2 separate regions of the Gossypium hirsutum genome follow, and region 2 is linked to region 1. Evidence: chromatin contacts called from public Hi-C data. All regions are on one chromosome and are shown on one strand. The core of a region is the stretch at or near the end of the contact, and the rest is flanking DNA. Distances in the headings are between cores, read along the strand shown. Region 1 holds the start of LOC107962746 (probable lactoylglutathione lyase, chloroplastic). Region 2 holds the start of LOC107962738 (dehydration-responsive element-binding protein 3).

What was found. Hi-C and Micro-C count contacts between places; a contact is called where the count stands out from the background.
Region 2: a Hi-C map of leaf shows a contact between it and region 1, with 2.2 times the contacts expected there. The contact joins the promoter of LOC107962738 here to the promoter of LOC107962746 in region 1. A contact is called at or near these places in 2 of 34 Hi-C or Micro-C datasets (both in leaf).

What each region holds. Positions count from the first base shown.
Region 1 is chrA06:15,946,008-15,952,705 of Gossypium_hirsutum_v2.1, reverse strand. It overlaps LOC107962746 (probable lactoylglutathione lyase, chloroplastic), which reads left to right and starts at 4,892. Exons shown (of 9, transcript XM_016899240.2): 1 at 4,892-5,242; 2 at 5,617-5,821; 3 at 5,961-6,085; 4 at 6,254-6,318; 5 at 6,450-6,662. The coding sequence starts at 5,095.
Region 2 is chrA06:16,102,577-16,108,905 of Gossypium_hirsutum_v2.1, reverse strand. It overlaps LOC107962738 (dehydration-responsive element-binding protein 3), which reads right to left and starts at 3,769. Exons shown (of 1, transcript XM_016899230.2): 1 at 2,336-3,769. The coding sequence starts at 3,435. The coding sequence ends at 2,668.

The DNA of each region.
Region 1 (6,698 bases), core at 3,643-6,142:
ATTATGCTATTTTGAACCCTTTTGACTTCCTAAGGGTTGTATTCGGCCTTGGACACCTCCTAACACTAAGAAACCAATTTTCAAGTGATTTTAACATGATTTTAAAGACCTAAAATTAAATTTATCTATTTTCTAAGATTTTATAAAAATGTTTTAATGTTACATCCAATTTTTTACTGAATGAAATGGTTGATAATAGTTTGAGTTGATATGGCAACGGATGTGCCATCTCGCATTTGGATTTGGTGATCGGGTCAAATGTGGAGTATTACAATATTGCTGAAGGCTTGAAAGAGGTTGGATAAACAGAGACAAAAGGATCAACAAATGCTTTTCTGATGGATAGATTGCCCTTGATAATAGAATCATCAACTTCTGATGGATAGATTCTTTCTCCTTGAACATGCCAATGGATGTAAACCTTTTGTCTAGTAAGTGTGTTCTTGCTCTATTAGATCAAGCTAGTCTCAATTCTTTTTCCTTCAAAATCATCCTACGAATATTTGAAGCTCGTTTCTAGGTTTCCAAAAGGATGCTAGTTCCATTATAGTAAAGCCCGCTTACAGTGCTTAATCTTTGAATAGACAACAAAGGCTAATGTACTTAAACAATCAGTCTCCCAAACTTTTTGAAGTAAAGGTTTACGTTCAAGATGATAAAGTCATATTGCTTCAAAACAATATGGTCAAACACCAACAAAGGCCTCCCAATTAGAGTCGAAAATAAGAGAACTATGATTAAATTGTACAATGGAGAGGTTAAAATGATAAGAGTTTGAAAATAGTTAATCTAAGCTTTGTTACAAAACACTGGATTGATTTTTTTTTCCAAACCTCTCTTCAATTATATTTAAGCTAACATTGCATATTTGAATTAAACATTATATAATATTTTAACTTTTTGTCATGTTTTAATTTACAAATTGGAAGTAGGGGTGTTCAAATGGTCAGTTCAGTTAATAACCGAATCGAACTAGTATTAACTGAACTTATAATCATTTAAGCGTTAACCGAACTAATTTTTTTAAAAAAATTAACTGAACCGAAATATTTTGGTTAATTCAATCAGTAACCGAAATTTATATGTTTTTGTTTTTTGTTTAAAACAAGCATAAAACATATAAAAAAAATACATTGAAATTAACCGAAATATATGTTTTTGTCTTGAAAGTTAACCGAATTAATAAAAAATTTATGTCTTGAAACACTACATAATTAAAAACACTACATAAGTCTTGAAATTAACACATAATATTAATTATTAAGTTTGGTTAATTCGGTTAATTACTTGATTTCGAATCGAATTAACTGATAATCAAAATTCTAAAAAACCATTAACCGACCTCTAACCGAACTAAGTTCAGCCACTAACCGATTAACCGAATTAGATCGATTTAGTCAGCTAATTTGATTTTAACGAAATCTGAACACCCCTAATTGAAAGAAAAAATTATGGATTTTGATTGGAGTTTTGGATCGTAATAATAGAATTCATTCCAAGCTTTTGTTTGTCTGGTCCACTAAGAAATGTATGTAGTCATGTTAGGGGAGAGCTTATTTTATCCATCCGTCAGGTCCAAGCTTGAGAAAGGGCTAGCCATATGAAATTATGGGCTGAGCACTCTTCATGATTTCCCTCTATTTCCCTGCACTTCCTTTCCCTGGCCATTTTTCTTGGTCCAATTAGCAATTCAAAAAAGCCCTGAAAGATGGATCCATTAAATTACAATATTATCATATTTACAAAAAAACAACTTCAAATACTACAAAACTAGAATATAAAAATAGATAAATTTCTTTAATTACACATTGTTTCTTGCTTTAAAATAGAAACTCATACTATATATATTAAAGTAGGAAAGTAAGCTTGGCATCCAAGGTTAGTAACAAGTACTAAACTTGTTGATTACATGTTTTGTTACATAAAGAAGGATGCTAAACATTCTTTGCGTTAGAAACCGAAAAGAAAAAAATTCTTTATTTTCTAAGTAAAGTAATGAATGAAATAATATTAGGAGAGTTTTATTTAGAAGTGGGATATAATGATGAGATAGAGAAGAATAAGAGATGGGGGAGGGTAAAAAGGGTTGTGATGCTCCTTTCTTTTGTTTGATTCCTTTTTTTCTTGCAACACCATGTTTGATTGGAAGAGACTAATAAACCCCTCCACATGGCATTTTGGAACCAATTTCTCTTTCTTTTCTTCATTTTAATCAATTTTAGGGTATAATAGCTAGATGGTCACCCTATTTTTGGGTACCTTCCATTTTCATCACCAAACTTCAAAAACTTTCAATTTTATCACCAACATTTTCAAAATTTAAAATTCTAGTCACCCATTGTTAAATACTTAATGGAAAGCTTGCGTGGGCCTTTTTCTATTGACTTAATAATGATTTTAATTCTCTAATAGTTACATATTTTATCAATTTGATTTTAAATCTACAATTCAGCAAAGTTAACCTTCAGCGTTTACAAAATTTGTCATTTAATTCTAACTTTAAAAGATTCAATAAATTTAACCCTGAACATTTATAAAATTTGTAAATTTATTTTTGATTCTAAAAGTTTTAAGAAAATATGATGTCTAATTTCTAAAAAGTACAACCTTGGACTTAATAACTCTTGTTTGCATTGTCTAATTTTTTAACTTTCTGTCTTCTTCTCATGTTGAAATTGTTACTTCACACAAACATTAAGAAATGCAAGTCTTTTATAAAGTCTTGGACAAAAACCGGGTTTAATCTATAGCACTAAAGTCTTGGACAAAAATCGACTTTAATCTATAGCATCACCATTGTCTTTTCTAACATATTGCCTTACATGTTTTTAAGGAATTTGGGATCTTTGCCTACTCGTGCCTGAGTTCCAATGCTTACTAGCGCAATCCTAGTCAACAAATTACTAGAATTTGTTGTTGCTGCACCATTTTGTGATTGCCGAATTGTTTCCTTGGCCAATGCATGCTCAGATGATGCGACTGTATTCTGGGGATATATGCTAGGCAAAACGACATGCTCTGATCTTGATCTAATCAACCCACAATTTTCTTGTTGTAGTTTTAATATTTTCTCTATTTTTTTACCTCCTTATGTTCTCTAACTCTGAATAAAGAAGAATTTCATCATCTTTAACTTCTATTTTTTCTAGATTCTAAAACCAAGCAAAATTTTTCAATTTAATTTAATTCTAAAAGTTTAAAGTATGAATTTTTTTTTGTAAATATATAAGGCTAAATTTATTAAATTTTTTAGAAGTAGAATTAAATGACAAATTTCATAAATATTAAAGGCTAAATTTATTAAACTTTTAAATTTAGAATTAAATTGATAAAATATGTAAACATTAGATTTCTAAATTTATTATTAGACCAATAGAAATGGCCCACTTCAACTTTCCGTCAAGTATTTAACGGTGAATGACTACAATTTAAATTATAAAAATATTAGTGATGAAATTAAAATTTTTTAAAATTTAGTGACCAAAATAGAACCTCTCCAAAAATTGGGTGATGACACACCTAAGTTGCCCTAAATTTCATTTTATTTCAAAATTTGAATTTTATGTTGGAGTTTTATTTTAAATATATCTTGTATAAATTTTTAATTTAAGTTTATTTTGATTTAAGATTTTATTTTTAGAAATTGATTTAAGCATTTTTCAACCTTATTCAATTTGATTTGGTAATGTGGTAATGGATTTTTTTTATTCCACAAATAATTTTAAAAAGTTGTCAAGTATTTTTTTTAATATTTATTCTTTTAATATTTTACTATATTCTATAGGATACTTGTCAACATCTAAACATTACTTTTGGAGTTTAAAAATTCATTGTCACTAAAGTTATCGAACTATTACATTTTGGTCACTCATTTGTTAACTTCCGTTAAAATGATGATATAGCATGGTAATTTGAAGACCTTTGAACTATAACTAAAATATTCTTTTAAAATTAACCTTAATAGTAATTCAAAAAATAAAAATAAAAATAGATGTTTTTTGAAAAAATATATTAATTTGATCGCAAAAAAGTTTTTTAAAAATTGGAAGTACAATAAATAAATAAATAAATAAATAAAACTAAAAGGTACCCAAATTAATCTCATCCTTCTAGGCAGAGAAACCCATGAAAAAAAAAATCAAAAACATCTGATCTAATTAACTCAGTAATCCCAAGAGCTCTGCACAATTTTGATTTCTATCAGAAAGCCCGAGCTGGAGACCTCAAAAAGGAGAAAATTTACAGTGAAATTGGCGCCTTACCTCCAATATAACCACAACAAATCGAAGCTTAAAATCAAATCTGGTTGAACCAAAGCGGATTATATCCTCTCCATGAAATGTCTAAAAAAATTAAACCATTAACTCTTCTCATTCCAAAATTTGCAAAGCTTCTTTGATTTGATGAAAGCCCAGGCAATGGGATTATAACTTCCGACTTCATTTTTTTTTCCTATATATTGTTTGCAGAAGAATTTTATATCCAATTTTTTATGAACAGTGTTCTTCATTTTCTAAAGAATTTAATTAATCTTGTTTAACTCGTTATAAATATGCCTGGTTGTTTGTATTTTAAGGAATTAATATATATTTAAATTTTTTAAAGATTTTTTGGAATTATTATTAAGAAAATTTTTTAAAGTATCAAATTGATATTTTAATTATATTTAAGGGGCTAAATTTGTTATTAACCCTTCAAATTAACATGTTAAGTTAATAAATGAGTGTAATGTAATATTTCGATAATTTTAATGACAATTATGTAATTTTTGAAAGTTGGATGATCGAAATGTAATTTTAATAAAAAATTAGGGACAATTGGTGCAGTTTACCCTAATTTAATTTAGTGTTTTGTTTTATTTAATTTTAACGGAGATAAGAAAAAAAAAACTGTTATAGGATCGCAAATTCACGGACTCACCTCACTCTCTTTCTTTCTTTCACTGCACTGACCTGGAAAAAAAACACCCAGAAAGACGGACTACGGTTACCGTCACAGACGGCTGCTGGCAACATCACACACCATACACGCTGCTGCTTCCTTCTTACGTACACATATATAGAGAGAGAGAGGGAGAGAAAGCAATTCACGAGGATGGTGAGGATAATTCCCATGGCGTCCTCAATACGACCTTCCCTCTCGTCGTTTAGGTTCTCCGGTGGTGTTTCCACTTCCCGCTTTGGCCTTTCCCTTTCACCCCTTCGCCTTCCTTCTCACCTCCATTTCTCTCATCTTACCAGCAGTAAGCCTCTCTTCCCCACCCCCTTTTTTTTTAAATCAAATTCATCTCCTCGTATTGTATGTCTTAGAATTTACATATTTACACTAATTGGGAATTTAATTACCGATTGAAGAATTAGATCGAATTGGGATTTCTAGTTGAATTTCTTCTGGAGTTCATTTTAGATTATTTTAAGATTTAAATATTAGATTTTTTAAGGATTTTGGTGGCATCTGCTTACAATGCAATTATAGTACCTATTTGGGTAGAAAAAGATCATTAATTTGTAAAACAAAAAGTACCATTATGTGGAGATTATGTTGAATTTTATAGAATGAGAGAAATGACTTCGGATGGATGGATTAGACATAAATATATGTCGAAATTTTATGCAGCTGTTCCTCAGACACATTTCTTTGGTTTGAAAGCTTCAAAGCTTTTGAAAACTGCGGGAACCAGGGTAGGGATGCCTCCGGTCGGAAATGTGGTACACGCAAGCATGGCTACTGCCCAGGAAACTGCTCTAGAGTGGGTTAAAAAGGACAAAAGAAGAATGCTCCATGTCGTTTATCGAGTCGGGGATTTAGACAGGACCATCAAGTATTTCTTCTCAAAATATATTGTTGTTATATATCCTTCATTAGTCTCGTTAGCAGATTGCTCACTAGATTTTTTTTTCCTTGTATACGATCTTGTGATTGGAATCTTTGAACCAAACTCGAGTGTATCATGGTTTCAGATTCTACACCGAGTGCTTGGGAATGAAACTGTTGAGGAAACGAGACATACCAGAGGAGAGATACACGAATGCTTTTCTTGGATACGGGCCAGAAGATTCTCACTTTGTTATTGAACTAACTTACAGTAACCTATCATACTACCCTTTTGCTTCTTCTAAATTTTGATGTGTCTGCAATTTTCTAACCGATTTACTATTTATGAAAAAATTGCTTCCCCATACATGAGTATTAGAGTAGACAGTACATATTAGCTCAGGTTTGGATATTCATTTTCCTCGACTGGTGTTACCAGATTATGGAGTTGACAAGTATGAGATTGGAACCGCATTTGGTCATTTTGGTATTGCTGTTGAGGACGTAAGTTCGAAATTTGGCTTCCCAAAATTGTATTACTCTTTCCATTTTTTATAAGATGATAGACTGTGTTGTATCTTGGAACTGCTGAGTTCTGTTTTCAAAGCTGAATGTTTATATTCTCCATTTATTAGGTTGCCAAGGCTGTGGAGCTTATAAAGGCTAAGGGTGGAAAAGTAACCAGAGAACCTGGTCCAGTGAAAGGTGGTTCCACTGTAATTGCATTTATTGAGGAACCTAATGGTTACAAGTTTGAACTGATTGAAAGGGGGCCTACTCCTGAACCTTTGTGCCAAGTAATGCTCTGTGTCGGTGATCTTGATCACTCCATAACTTTTTATGAGAAGGTGAAAGTTGCTGTACAGAACATTGGGAATGGCATA
Region 2 (6,329 bases), core at 2,520-5,019, 160 kb before region 1:
TAATGGTTGGGCTGTGTGAAATAGAAAAAGATGGGTCCGTCAATACTCATACCTAAGTACGATGTTTAGGAATCAATGAACGATATTGACTGGAAGAAATATATAAAATTAACGCTAAAAACGCGGATTATTATAATAAAACACATGAGTAGCGCGGCAGGTTCGTGCCTGCTGAATTTTCATTAATTTTCTAACTGACCGCAACAAATTAAGGAAGATTGTGATTCCCAAATAATACCATTTTTACCTGTAAGGTCAACGATTTAACTAAAAAAAAAAAAGAAAGAACGCAGGCATGCACGTGTGACTCATTACGAGAAAATTTCATTTAATACAAACAAAAAACTAAAATTATAATTAATTTGCCTCTCATTCCTCCACCTTGGCTCAACATGGATAATCGATCCATTCATTTTGAGTTCATTTATTTTCCTAATTTTCTGCAGTAAAAATGAGACTACCATAGTGTGATGTTATTGCTAGATTTAAGGTTTCCCAATTCCCAACCACATAAAAGATATTGTAATTTAATTAATTAATTAATTAATTAAGCTTCATAGTATAAAATCATCAAATATATCATTATGAGACAGTGATTCCAAAATGGGTCCATAATTTATATATATTGGCTTCGCTTTTACATCACCCCGCTAAGCAATGGGTGATTGAGTTTTGAGTTGTCTAAAATATTTAAAAAAACAGCAAGAGGTGGAGAAAGGCATATGGTACTCTACCATTTACCATTTTCAAATTTTACATAAATTTAATTCGAATTCATTTCATATTTAGTTATAAATAATATTTTTCCATTTTTGTATTTGTCTAACACAAAGGATGTTGAAAGCAATCATGCTGGAATGAAATTGAGACCCTTTGAATTTCAGAACCGTACAATTAAGGGAGACTATATATATATATAATATTTAATTCAAGGTGTTTGTTCTTTCTATTGGTCGAGTGCAGCACCCCATTTTACATATATGGTTCCCAAAAGCCGAAGTCTATTTCTAAACTTAATGTTGCTCCAACTTTTTCAGCCCTTAACTACATGTGCCACATCTCATCAATTGCACTTCAACATTGAAATATACTAGATCATAGGGTAAAATTTTATGTAATAATTTATTCAAATTTAATATAAAAATCAAATGAAATTTTACTTGGGTAAAGTGGTATCTTTAAAAATCATTTTGCCACTTGTTTAAATTTCAATATAATTCAGTTTTTATTGATTTATTATAAAAGGAGATAAAAATATTTTCATAATACTTTTTATATAAATATATAAGTATATTTGAATAATTTTTCAAGTCAATGATGCATGCTTAACTTGAGACACTAACTCAATAGAAAATTTAAATATAAGTATATAAATAGGTGAAAGTATCTATCGAGCCCCTCTATTATAAAGATTGGATCAAATTAGTCCATTTATTATTAAATAGATTAATTTAATCTATGTACTATTAAAAAGAAGCAAATAACAAGGTTAATATTTATTGTTTAAAAAATGACATGGTTTTTTTCATTATAGCTCAACTTCAAACAAAAGATCCCATTTGTAAAATTAAAAAAAGCTTTCAAAATATTAACTTTATTAAATAATAAATGACATTCTTTAAACATTAAGTGTTAAATTTAACTTTATTTGAATCTTTTTCAACCATAGAGAGATTAAATTGATCTAATTAATAACAGATGAACTAATTTTAATTTAATTCCTATAATAGAGGGTCCTACCGTGTTGAAAGGTGGAAAATAAATAAATAAACCAAAATGAAATCCTAACAAACCTAATAGAAAACTGTAATGAAAATATGGTGTCAGCTGAAAAGTTGTAATAAGTTGTGAAAAGGGAAAATGTGTTTGATATCACAATATTTATTATTTCCCAAAAAAACCAGATGAAGAATCAGAATCATACATATAAAAGAAAAAAAAAACATAACATAAATACAATTTGTAAGGAGATGAGAGAATGGTGGTTGAAATGCAAGTGTCAAATGAATATGCCTCTCTAACAGACCATTTATTATACTATTCTATTTTCCTCTCATTCAATTCCTCCATTTTTACTGCTTAGGTCTCTATGTAGTGTTAATTGAAAACATTAAGCCCTCTCCATCCAAAGATTGAGGTTGATGAATCATTGCAACTTGATGACCAACAGATTAGTCCAAAATACAAGTCATAAAATGAAAAGTTTCTCTCCAGAAATCAGGGGGTGTAAACAAATGACCCTTCCCCCGTCCCATGTGATACTTCTTGGCTTTTAGCCATTTCATGTATAATTTCAGTGGTTTTATTATAACTATTACAAGAAAATAGAAATATATTGAGAATTGAATGAACCCAAACAGGAACATATGACCTTTAATTACTCCACAACACATGTCAATCTCACAAAATATAATTACAAGAATAGAAATGAAGAATCCCCATTATATTTGACTTCCTTTGAGAAGGGAAAAAAAGTAGAAATTTTTACCAATCCATGCTAAATCTCTAAGCACAATGGAGTAAACCATGCAAGATTTATTTATTTTTTCTTTTCTTATGCCCGTTCCATCTAGGAAAAAAAATGTAAAAAGGGCGATTTCGTCAAATAAAAATTATATGAGTATTTTGTTTTTAACAAAAAGGGCACATACTAGTGATTTTTTGTTTTTAGTGATCCCATAGTAAAGGGCCAAACCCGGTGATCATCTCACTTTCTTGAATTTGCATTGAAATCTCTTCCCCAAAATACCCACAGTTTTCTTCGTAATACCAAGGCATGCCACTCGGATTAAAAAACCATCCATCGACCGCGTCCACGTACACGAACTCGTTCCCTAACTCGGCCGATTCGAAGCTCGTCCCTAGACTTGGCAGCTCCACTATCTGGCTCAGCTCCTCCGGTGTCGACACGTCATCCACATTCGACGATGACGACGTGGAAGCTGAGGACGACAGCGATGAAGATGACGTGGCGTTGCTGTTGTTACTACTAATGCTGTTACTTAAGAAGTCCATTGAGGCAGCTTTGGCAGCGGCGGCTTGGACGTCGCGGGGGGCGTTGGAGGCTGGTCGGGGCAACGACTCGGCGAGCTCAGGGAAGTTGAGAATGGCGGCGTTGCCTTTGATGCTTAAGGCTGCAACGTCATGGGCACGTGCGGCCATTTCGGGAGTGGAAAAAGTGCCTAACCAGATCCGGTTCTTCTTACGGGGCTCTCGGATTTCGGATACCCATTTGCCCCATGCCCGCATTCTTACCCCACGGTAAACCGGATGCTTGCTACTATCCCTCTGACGCTTTTGCCTCTTGGAGTCGGGGGTGGGGTCAGTTCCCGAATCCCTTTTACCGCCATAAGAGCATGGTGAAGGTGGAGACAGAGTAGAGGAGTTGTTGCTAAGAGTGCTTGACTCGGTTTCTGAGTTTGGTGAGTCACCCATTATCTAGTTCTGATCCAGGGTTTCCCTCTACACACTTGAGTTCAAAATAAAACCTATTCAGTATGAATATATAATGAATGCAAAGTGCTAACACCTAACCTAGTAAACAGTGTGAAATGAGCAGTTAATGAACAGAGAGGATTGAGTTGCTTATGGTTGCAGTTGGTTTGGAGGGAAGGAAGGAAGGAAGAATGAGAGGGAAAAGGTTTGATTTGAGGAGAAAAGGGGAGGGAGGAATATTGGGGGGTTTTATGGAGGGGAAAAGGAAATACAGAGCAAATAAAAGGTGCAAGGAAAAACGTGGTTTATTCAAGTTTTCCCCACAGGCCACACTGATGCACGCACACCACCAATCTGCCCTTTTCCAATGCACCAAATCGTTTCCATTTGCTTTATTTCTTTATTATTTTTCAATTTTTTTAACTTGCAAATACTATTATAAATTTTTTTATATAACTACTCCCAATAATTCTCAAATACTTATTACTTGTTTAAACATACTTGAAACTCATGTATTTTTAATTATTACGGTAGTAACGATATTAATCATGCTAAAATTTAATTGGAAGCAAATATTATAATAATTAAAAGTAATAGATATTCAAATTAAACTTTACAAAATATAATAAATAAATTGGAGTATATTTAGTCCATATATGATGAGATTTAAGTTAAACTAAATATGAAAATCTGCATATGATTTAGTTATGGAATATCAAATTCCTAAATTGCTGCGTTTGTCAACCATACAAAGATATCATTGAGGTAAAAGTAATATAAAGTCCCTTATATTAGGAGTTATGTTATATTTTGATCTAATGTACAAAAATTAATTTATCTATTTTTTATAGAAGTGTAAAATACAATCTGATTTCAAGTTCAGGCCATCATAATAATTTTATCTAAGCTATTTTTCAAATATTATCTATTTTTTATTATAATTTATAAGTTTTTAGTACATTTACATAATTTTTTATATTATATAGATGTTATAAGTAGCGGCATCATAATCATATTAACATATTACTAAAATTAATATTACAGTGTCAAATTTTCATTATTATATTAAGAGAGAGTGAGGGAAATTACCCTAGGAGTTGAGCGTGTTAAATTTTGATCATAACCAAGGTTGAGACGAAGGGTGTGGTTTGGGTTCACGAATTAAAACAGCCGGTGGAGCCGCCAACCTGAGGAAGCGGCGGTGAGGTTGCTAATTACCCGACTAAATTGGTGTATTTAGCATTAAGTTCTAGTTTTAGATTTATTTTTTCTTCTAATTTTACCTAATAATTCATATCCAATGCGTAGGTTGAGGAGAATATTACCATTCACATGCTCCTCACCAACCCTATATGCAAAGACCAATTAACCCCACACGTCCACACCTAGCATTTGACAATTTTTTTTTGGGGGGGAGGGGGGGTTCCAAATTTCATTCTCATCCTTTTTCTTTTTCTATATTTATGTTTGAAAGTTTTTGGTTCATTTAATTTAATGTGAGTTGCTAGTGTGTTGTTGTACAATAATGTAAAGAAATGGAGATTTTATAACCTTCAACAAGTTCCATATATGCTAGTATTATATTTAAGGTCTAAGCTTTGCTTGTCTTCTTTCATTAGGGTTTTGGGTTTCTATATTCATGATGATGAGGTATGTTAATTTTAGTTTCTTTTTCATGCATTTGAATGATACCCTAATTGAGAAAATCTATAAATATTCTTTCTATTGGAGACAAAGCAATCAGATCAAAGAAATAAAATAAATCAATGAGCAATTTGAGATCCCATTCCTTTATTTATTTTATTATTATTATTTTCAAAGAGAAATATAATGAATAGGTTGAAATTTCAATTGTTAGTAGGATTTTCTTTGATAAAATTTGGCATTTTATTAATTTATAATATTAAATATGTCCCATAACTAAAACTGAAATCTTTATTTTATCTGATTCTTTTAGCATGGCTATGGGCTCAGGCTTTGCTATATGTGATTTAATCGCAATTAATGATCTACTTACAAATCATGGTTTAATTGGAGAAAAACAAGTTACTGGCAAGTTTCTGTTTCTAGTTTAGTGGTTACATAATTATGGAAGGAGCCAAATTTTTGAGTAAGCTTCTTCACATGATCTCATGTTTTTACTTGATAAATTACAAGTAGGGAATCTAATAAGATAGTAATCATAGATGGTGACATTTTAAGGAAGTACATCATGTTGTTACATTAATAAATTTTATATGTAAACACTTTTTATTTCAATTTATATTATAATAATAACCCTTTTTATTTTATTTAAGTGTTCAACATGTTTAATTTAAAATTATGTAGTTTTCTTTTAAAAAAACAAACTGAATCACACACAGATTAACAAACAAAAACAACCTCTACTTTACAATCTCAACTGATATTGTTGTCATGTAACAAACAACAACATTGAAAATATTTAATATATACATAATTTTCATTAAAAACACTTATTCGAATTTATAATGATAAAATAATTTTTTTAAAATAATATTCTTAAAAAAATTGACGTTAGCATTTTGATCGAGATAATTAACAATATTAATTATTTAGACTAATTAACAATATTATAAAAGTAAAGGGACCAAATTATGTCAAAAATTAAAGTATATAGATTAATTCTCAAGTTTCAACATAGCATATGGGCCAAAAACTAAAATTTAATCATTGTTTTATAATGTCAAAAAAAAAACCAAAAAAGTGATAGAAGCCATATGATAGTTTTAAGATAGTTAGGGTATTTAAATTATATATAACTGTGTAACATTTTAATCGAAAAGTTAACTATATTCATTATTTGGAATAACTAACCTTATAAAAATATAAGACCAACTTACATTAGAAATTAAATATATAGATTAAATCTTAAA